Regions from separate parts of the Oryzias latipes genome. Here region 1 is linked to region 2. The links are chromatin contacts, called in public Hi-C maps. All regions are on one chromosome and are shown on one strand. Each heading gives the region's core, a stretch centred on a gene start, on an enhancer-like site or on the middle of the called end of the contact. The rest is flanking DNA. Distances are from core to core; before and after follow the strand shown. Region 1 holds the start of omg (oligodendrocyte-myelin glycoprotein). Region 2 holds the start of ngef (ephexin-1).

Evidence for each region. A called contact is a pair of places that touch in the nucleus more often than the background predicts.
Region 1: a Hi-C map of gastrula embryo shows a contact between it and region 2, with 2.5 times the contacts expected there. The contact joins the promoter of omg here to the promoter of ngef in region 2. A contact is called at or near these places in 2 of 5 Hi-C or Micro-C datasets (embryo and gastrula embryo).

What each region holds. Positions count from the first base shown.
Region 1 is chr13:30,745,155-30,748,949 of ASM223467v1, reverse strand. It overlaps omg (oligodendrocyte-myelin glycoprotein), which reads left to right and starts at 2,054. Exons shown (of 7, transcript XM_023961966.1): 1 at 2,054-2,421. It overlaps nf1 (neurofibromin), which reads right to left. Exons shown (of 58, transcript XM_023961964.1): 41 at 3,023-3,302; 42 at 1,811-2,025; 43 at 1,521-1,582; 44 at 1,302-1,443.
Region 2 is chr13:30,555,061-30,558,859 of ASM223467v1, reverse strand. ngef (ephexin-1) reads right to left here and starts at 2,291. Exons shown (of 15, transcript XM_023961609.1): 1 at 1,667-2,291. The coding sequence starts at 1,886.

The DNA.
Region 1 (3,795 bases), core at 805-3,304, 190 kb before region 2:
AGGCGAGGTGCCGGTTCATCTCAAACACGTCTATCGTTGCATTTTCCCCACGTATTTTCAGTGTGTCTAAAACTAATGTTGTTTTTGCCCGCACGTGTTTAAAGTTCAAGCCCCGTTAGCTGTCACGCATGTAGGTGTGGGACATTTATTCTCCTCAGCTGACCCGACTCCCGCGGGACGGGAGCGGTGTGCTGCCGTAACCCGTTTGATGCGCCGCCGTAACCAAAACCTAAACCTTCCTCCGGGTCTGTGTGGCCCAGAGAAAAGTTCAGCACGGACTGCATGTATGTAGAAAATTACGAGCGAATAAATACGTTCTAAAGGAAAGTAAGGAACTTCTTAATGTGGCCCGGGGAGGGAGGGGGCTGTCAGGTTTCCTGCTTTCAAGCCCTGTCATTGTCCCGCCCCCAAGAGTCATTTACCCCACTGTGATTAGTTGGTCAGCTCCGTGCACGACAATGAAAAAGTGTCATTCATACAAACTGGCGGGTTGCAGTTACATTAAACCTTCATATTAAGGCGGGGACCGCAAAATATCATCTTGGGGGCAGCAAATAGCCCGCCGGCCGCGAGTTTGAGACCCCTGCTGTACACTCTGGCACTGGTACACTAGCCGCAGGTCGGAAGAACGAATCAATAGTTCGCTTACCCATAGCTCAGACGCACATATCAGGTTGTGATATTTGTCTCAGTTTCCTTCCCACAGATGTTTACGCGCGCTCGATTATCTCTAGGCCCCGCCCCCTCCACGCATTTTAGCCACTCACAGTGGCTTTCCCTATTCTTCTCACACGCAGTGGCCGCCTCACACACAGGTATCACGCGAGAGTGTACGTGCTCGCGTTTCATGAGTATGTGCGCGAGTGTGTGTGTCTGCCTGCGTCCGTGTGGCTTGCGTCTCATTGATTATTTCATTGATCATTGACGTGCCCCTTCCACGTTTAATGTATAAAAAATACGAAGGGTGGGGGAGGCAAATTTACTGGTCGCACATGTGCGACTGGATGTAAAATTCAGTCGCACACTCTCAAATTTTGGTCGCAAAATGCGACCAATTGCTCGCAGTCTGGAGCCCTGCCAAACGTTTTTTTCATATTTGGATGGATGTGGCGCAGATGGAGGAAGCCTTCGTTTAGTCTGGGAACAAACTCCTATGCAAAATAAACATCACATTGCAGGAGAATATGGGTCGCTTCAGACTGTTAATGAATCATGTGATGCGCTACTCTCTCATTGGTTCGAGACCACACAGAGCGTGTGCGTCACGGATGGCGTCATGGGTGAGAACAGAAGCGACTCACCCGGTCTATGCTGAGCAGCGGGCTGGCTTTACTCAGGATCCGGATGATCTGCTTGATCTGGCTGTGGGTCACCCTCTTGCTGATGCAGCCAAACACCACCAGCGCTCGGGGCTGCAGGGACGGGTTGTACTGGAAGGCAAACCTGCCGTCCAAACACACACATTTGTAGACCTTTGGCATATGCACTGCAGAAACAGAAGATGAGGGAGAGGTTCGTACTTCTGAGCCAACTCTGTCCACTGGTCCAACCACTTGCAGGAAGGGATGTCCCGCATACAGGCCTGGAAGACATGGACACATCAGAAACCAGAGCAGTGGACACAGGAGACCAGGAAATGTCGACGTTTGGACAAACGGGTCACAATCGGCTGTTCTCTGATGCTTCATTCCTGGAAGAGCTGCTGTGTCTCCGGCTCTCAAACCAACAAAACACGTCAAATCTGACACATTGACCTCTGGTATGACCGCCCACGCCAGTGACATCACAACATGAGGGAGGGGTTACAGACCTCCATGATCTCCAACAGGGCCTCGGTGACCGTCTCCAGTGAGGACAGAGCAAACGTCTCTCTCTCGTAGGACCCCGGGGAAAAGGAGCGGTCTCTGTAGCTGGAGCGGAAGGCGATGACGGCGGCCGACTTGACTTTGCTGATCCCAAAGAGCAGGTAGAACTTGGGCAGCGAGAACTCGGTCAGGCTGAGCCTCAGGACCTGCTTCGTCTCCTCTGTGACCATCACAAGAGCAGAAAGCATCGTCAGACAGAAAAGTCTCCAACAAAGAATTGTGTTTGATGCACGGACAGACTTGGACATGAGGACCTGCTGAACGTGGTGTTGTTGAGTTTTATTGAATGTGTGTCTGTGCATTTGAACACAGACCTGGACACAATGCCCTTTTGTGACTGTGCTGCTTGTCCTTCAGCTTAAACTGACTCATTCCACGGACTGGGTGAATACTTGATTCTGATTGGCTGCTGGGTGTGCATTAAAAAGTGATAATCCACAGTGATAACCGCATGTCTAAAAAAAGAAGTTCTGGTCACATATCTTAAATGTTCTGTATCACCGCTACGGCTTCTTTAGAACAACCTTTATCTTCATCATCTGGACAAAAACAAGTGGTAAGAGAAGAACTTTCTCTCTGAATGATGCTTTATTGAACCATCGTGACCGTCAGCATAGATATCGCGTTGCTTTGTTGCTGCAGTCCAGGTCCGTGCCGGCTCATTCGGCGCCTTGTAGTGTTAGCGTGACACTACGCCGCACCCCCTAACAAATAGTCCACTTTTTGTGAAAAAAAAGATCCAAACAAAAAAAATAAATAACAAGAATAAAGGACTAAAAACTGGCTAAATACTTTTCTCTTTTGTAAGTGATCATGGTATAAGTAGGTGTAACCCTGGTGCTATCCTAGGCACTTTAACATTGGGAGTTGGGTCATCTAGATCCACTAGACAGTGCTCTGAACCTTTTTTCTTCAATGATTGTGATCTTCACTGGTGTCCATGGATGTCATGGTAGGAATAACACGTCAATGTGAGCATCGGGTCATCTGGACCCCATAGAATAGCACAAGGGTTAATGGCTGACGAAGTGTGCATTATTAGAATGAATGCATGCTGTGGAAGCCTGAACCGTCCAACGTTAATTCCTCATAATGAGCACTTCGTGGCCATTGAGCATTACTTCAAGCTGTAAAAGGCTGCCTGGCTGAGTCCTTACCACTGAAGTTGAGCTGTGAGCACGTGCAGAGGGAGTGGATGATGTTTATGACTAGGCCGTGAGTGGACGCCCTCAGGGACAGCGGCCCTGTGGCTACGAGCAGGGTCACCACGTGGAACAGGTATGGCAGGTGTGCTGCCACATCCAGAGAGTTGTTGAAGGACAGCATGAGCATGTAGCGTGCAAGGATGGCGATGTCGTCCCACATTAGGTGCTGCTCCAGGGTTGGCGTTGGCGACAGGCAGGTCTTGTCGATGATCTTACACATGCGCCCGATAACCTGTCCCGGGCAAGAGCACAGGAGCACAGTTTTAGAGCCAAGCGCTTGGCCCTGAAACACTGAATGATGGGGCCGTATAAACGAATAAGACCTGCATCTGTAAAAAAGGAGCTAAGCAAGAATACAAGCAGGCTGCTGTAGTAGGTCTCACCAGTTTCTCAGTTCAATAAAAGCCTCCAATAAAGGAAGGAAAAGGGTTTGAATACAGTTTTGTACTATAACCTCTGTAACAGATTTCAGGATATCTGAACAAAGAGAAATAATGCATTTTCAGAAGTACACTCCAGTATGACAGGAATTCTGATGTGGCCAACTGATAAGAGCACCTCAAAAGCCAAGAACGGCTACCTTCTTTTATTTCCCTATATTCTCGTGAAAACGACATCTACAATGTCGTTATCAAAAGAAAACACGTCCTTTTCCCAAGGACACGCAGTCCTTCCAGCCAGATCCTTCTGTAACCGTGTAGACGGCCTGACCCCGTCATCTGGTC
Region 2 (3,799 bases), core at 1,042-3,541:
GGGTGCAAACAGTTTAAGCATAAATACAAAGGGGTCTTCAAGCTATGACAATAAAGCTTTATCTTATCTTATCTTATCTTATCTTAGCTTAGATTATACTGGAGCATTTGCAGTGTGGTGTCAGACGATAAAATAACAAAATCGAAAAATAAGGAGAATGTTCTGCTGTATGTTTGGGTTTCAGGTGCCAGCATAAGGACTAGATAAGCGTCAATTCCTTTTGACTCTCTTCCAAGCATGTGATGATGTCAGAGTCAATGTTTGTGATAGTATTTTATGAATAGTTCTATGGCTGAGTATTGGTGCAATTTTGTGCTAATATGTAGCTTCTTTGTTGTGCTTGCACAACCTCATTGTCTTTTTTGTTTTTTAAATTGTTTAGATACTTGGAAATAATAATCAATTTAGGTCTATTCATGCAAAATGTTGCATGTTTTCATCTATTTTTAGGATTTACAATAGGTGTTTTTTCTGGATGTGACAGCCTGGTTTGGCACATGTCAAAAGGCGACAGGGCCTTCCAGTTCCATCTGCACCTCCACTCAGCAGCAGAGAAAGCCCTCAGACATCCTCTTTTAATGTCACACTCTGCTCCTTTTACTCCTCACGGCCTGCTTCTGATTGTTTCACTCACATGGCCGTCATGGGATCAGTGGAAGAGCTCCAAGACTTGGGAGAGCCCTGAATCAAGTCTTTAATCTGCAACCTAAAGCAACGACTGCCCCTCTCCTTCCATCCTTTTATTCATTCCAGCGAGGTACGCAAGGTGACTGACTGGGCCCAGAAGAACACCGGCACCACCCTGCCCACCTAGAGGACATCACCAGCCCCCAGCATCTTAGTAGGGCCAAAAACATCATCAAAGACTCCCTCCATCCCAACCACCGTCTGCTTCAGCTGCTTCCCTCAGATCTCACAAGGCCTGCACCAACAGACTAAAGAACAGTGTTTTTCCCCTAAAACAGTCAACCGGCTGAACAAAATACAGACTATTGAAAACAGAAAAAAACACTGTGACATCTGTGTGATTACCATACTTGTGAAATGTTTGGTTAAGGAAGTCCAATGTATAGAATGCATGTGCAATGCATGTTTTTTAATTTACATATTTTTGCTCTTTTTTATAGTTTACATTTACATTTTAGATTATTTCAATCCTTAATAGTATATATTCTTTAAAACACGTGGAGAACGACGCCATTTTTTATGGTATCACAATCTTCATTGTACAACAATGACAATAAAGATATTTCTGATTTTATTATTCTTTATCAAAGCTTTTATTTTTAACAATATACAGAAGTGCTTTGATGTTTTTTTATAATATAAAATGAAAAGGGATTCATTAGTGAAACTGGTTATCATTCTTAGTGTCTTAATGGCTGTAATTTAATGTTTGTCATGTTTGATTAGTTAAGTATTAAAGTATTGACGCCTTGATTCTGACCAAAGTCTAAGCTGTGTTGCATTCACTGAGACTGGGGGAACACAGCACTCAGAGTGTGTGAGCCCCGCTGACAGTCATGTGATGCCCTGCAATCTCACACTCACTTCCATAATCAGTTTCTCCCTGACCAACCAGTCTGATGGCAGTTTCCTTTGGAAGTATCAGTATGAAACAGCAGCGCTGATGTGGCTCAGCTGAAACCAAACAGCACAGTCTTACTGTCAGTCTGCTCGGTGTTGCCTGCCGTCTTCTTCTTCCTCATGGAGCGGTAGAAGCGCGAGTTCCTGCGGATGGGCTCTCGGCTGAATCCGGTAGCAGAGTCTTCATCTTCATCATCTACATTGCGACTGTTCTGGACCACCTCTGTCACCCGCTGCTTGTTCGGGGCTTCCTGTGCTTTCTGTCCCCACTTGCTCCGGAATAAAGCTATCACAGACATGACAAGACTCCTGTCCCCGTTTCACTTTGGAAATATTGACTTGATCTGGAGGAAGCTGATACAGAGATTGTTGTCCTAACTATCCGTAATCCAGGAGCAAATCCATGTTTTGGAACGGAAAGTTGTGGACGAAAGCAGGTCCAAAAGCTGAGGTCAGCCAGACGTCAGGATCGATGAGCGCTGTAAAAGGCAGGACTGTGGGCACTGTCGGTGGCTGAACTGTAATCACTGGATTTATGACTGCGTATCTTTGTCCCTCCTCTCCGGGTTTCTCTCAACACACCCAGTCACACTGCAACATTCCTGAGCTGGTTGGGCCCTGACAGTGCAGCTGTCGTGGAACCGGAAAAGCCACCTGTTTCAGAAAGCATCCGCTCACATCCATGTCTGCCTCTCATCCCTGAACCTGCCGTTTGTGCCCTGGGCTGAATCCCACTGTCATGAGTGCAGTGTTTACAGAGCAGCTCAGTCAGGGCCCCTGCTGCAGTTTGATCTGGAGTCAGCTGACCGCAAGAGTTTAAAGTTCACATTATCCCACAGCGCTGAAGCTGAGACATGCAGCTCCACTCACTACCACAAAAGCACTTTGACTTTTTGTCATTTAGTTGAGTTTTGGTCAGACACTAACTCATCACTGCTCACAAATGAGGAGACAGGGCCTTTAGAGAATTGAAATGCAGTAATTGCAAAGCATTTGTAGCTTTTGTTCTGCTTCTGCCAGAATGTGATGAAGCGTGACCTTTGCACAGGAGATGAAGCTTGTAACTCTGCTGCATGTTTGTGACAAGCGGTGACCCTGCCCAGCCTCACTTCCCTCAAGGAGAGGACTCTACTGTTCCAAGCACAGAGGGCTTATCACAGTCTTTAGAATGAATAGATTCGAGTTCATTTTTGGCAAATTGTTGTGGAAAAGAAATCTGATGAAAACTTTAATGAAAAAACCTTTGATTCCTGGACTTCTGGGACAAAAAGAGTCCTTAATGTTGTTTATGAAGATGTGAAATCAGATTTACTTTTTTTTTTCTTCCAGCAACAACCCCACCTGCAAACTTTTTTGTGTTTGACACTGAAGACAAAGTTCTGTAATGATTTTCTGATATCCCGTTTTTAAATCCAGCTCAGCGTGAGTGGAACTTGTAAACATGGATCATCGTTAACGTCTACAGGCAAAGGGACACCCGTGTCAGCTCACATTTGCTTGATTTACCATGATTCTCATGATACGAGACCCATTAAACCCTCTGAGAAAAAAACTGGAAGAATACAGAAATCTGTGAGTTTTCTTGTTGGTGGGATCGTTTTCCAGCGGTTGAGAGGTGCTGATTGCTGCTGCTGATGGAACAGCAGAGATCCTCTGTTGGCATTTTTGGCTTCTTTCACTGTTTGTGTCTGCAGTAAAGGCATTTGCAAAAAAGAAACACACAGAAGCTTTGAACACACAGAAGTTAAGACACAATCAGATGCATCCATCCGTTTTCTTAACGCAGTACATCCCTTTGGGGGGTTGCCAGAGCCTGTCCTAACTACTGTTGGGCGAAGGCGGGGCACACCCTGGACAGATTGCCAGGCTGTAGCAGGAAAAACAATGACTCCCACATGCACACTTTAGGGCAGGGGTTGCCAACCCCGGTCCTCGTGGGCTGCCGCCCTGCTTGTTTTGCAGCCAACCCTGCTTCAGTAGATGCTGATTAGCTGGATTGAATCAGCCCAGTTTCTGATTGACTGAACACCCTGATCCAGCTGAGCAGCAATTACTGAAGCAGGGTTTGCTGCTGAGCAAGCTGGGCAGTAGCCCAGAAGGAACAGGGTTGGTGACCCCTACTTTAGAGTAATCAATTAACCCATGAAGAATGTTTTGGACTGTGGGAGGAAGCTGGAGTGCCGGGAAAAACCCACACATGCATGGGAAGAAA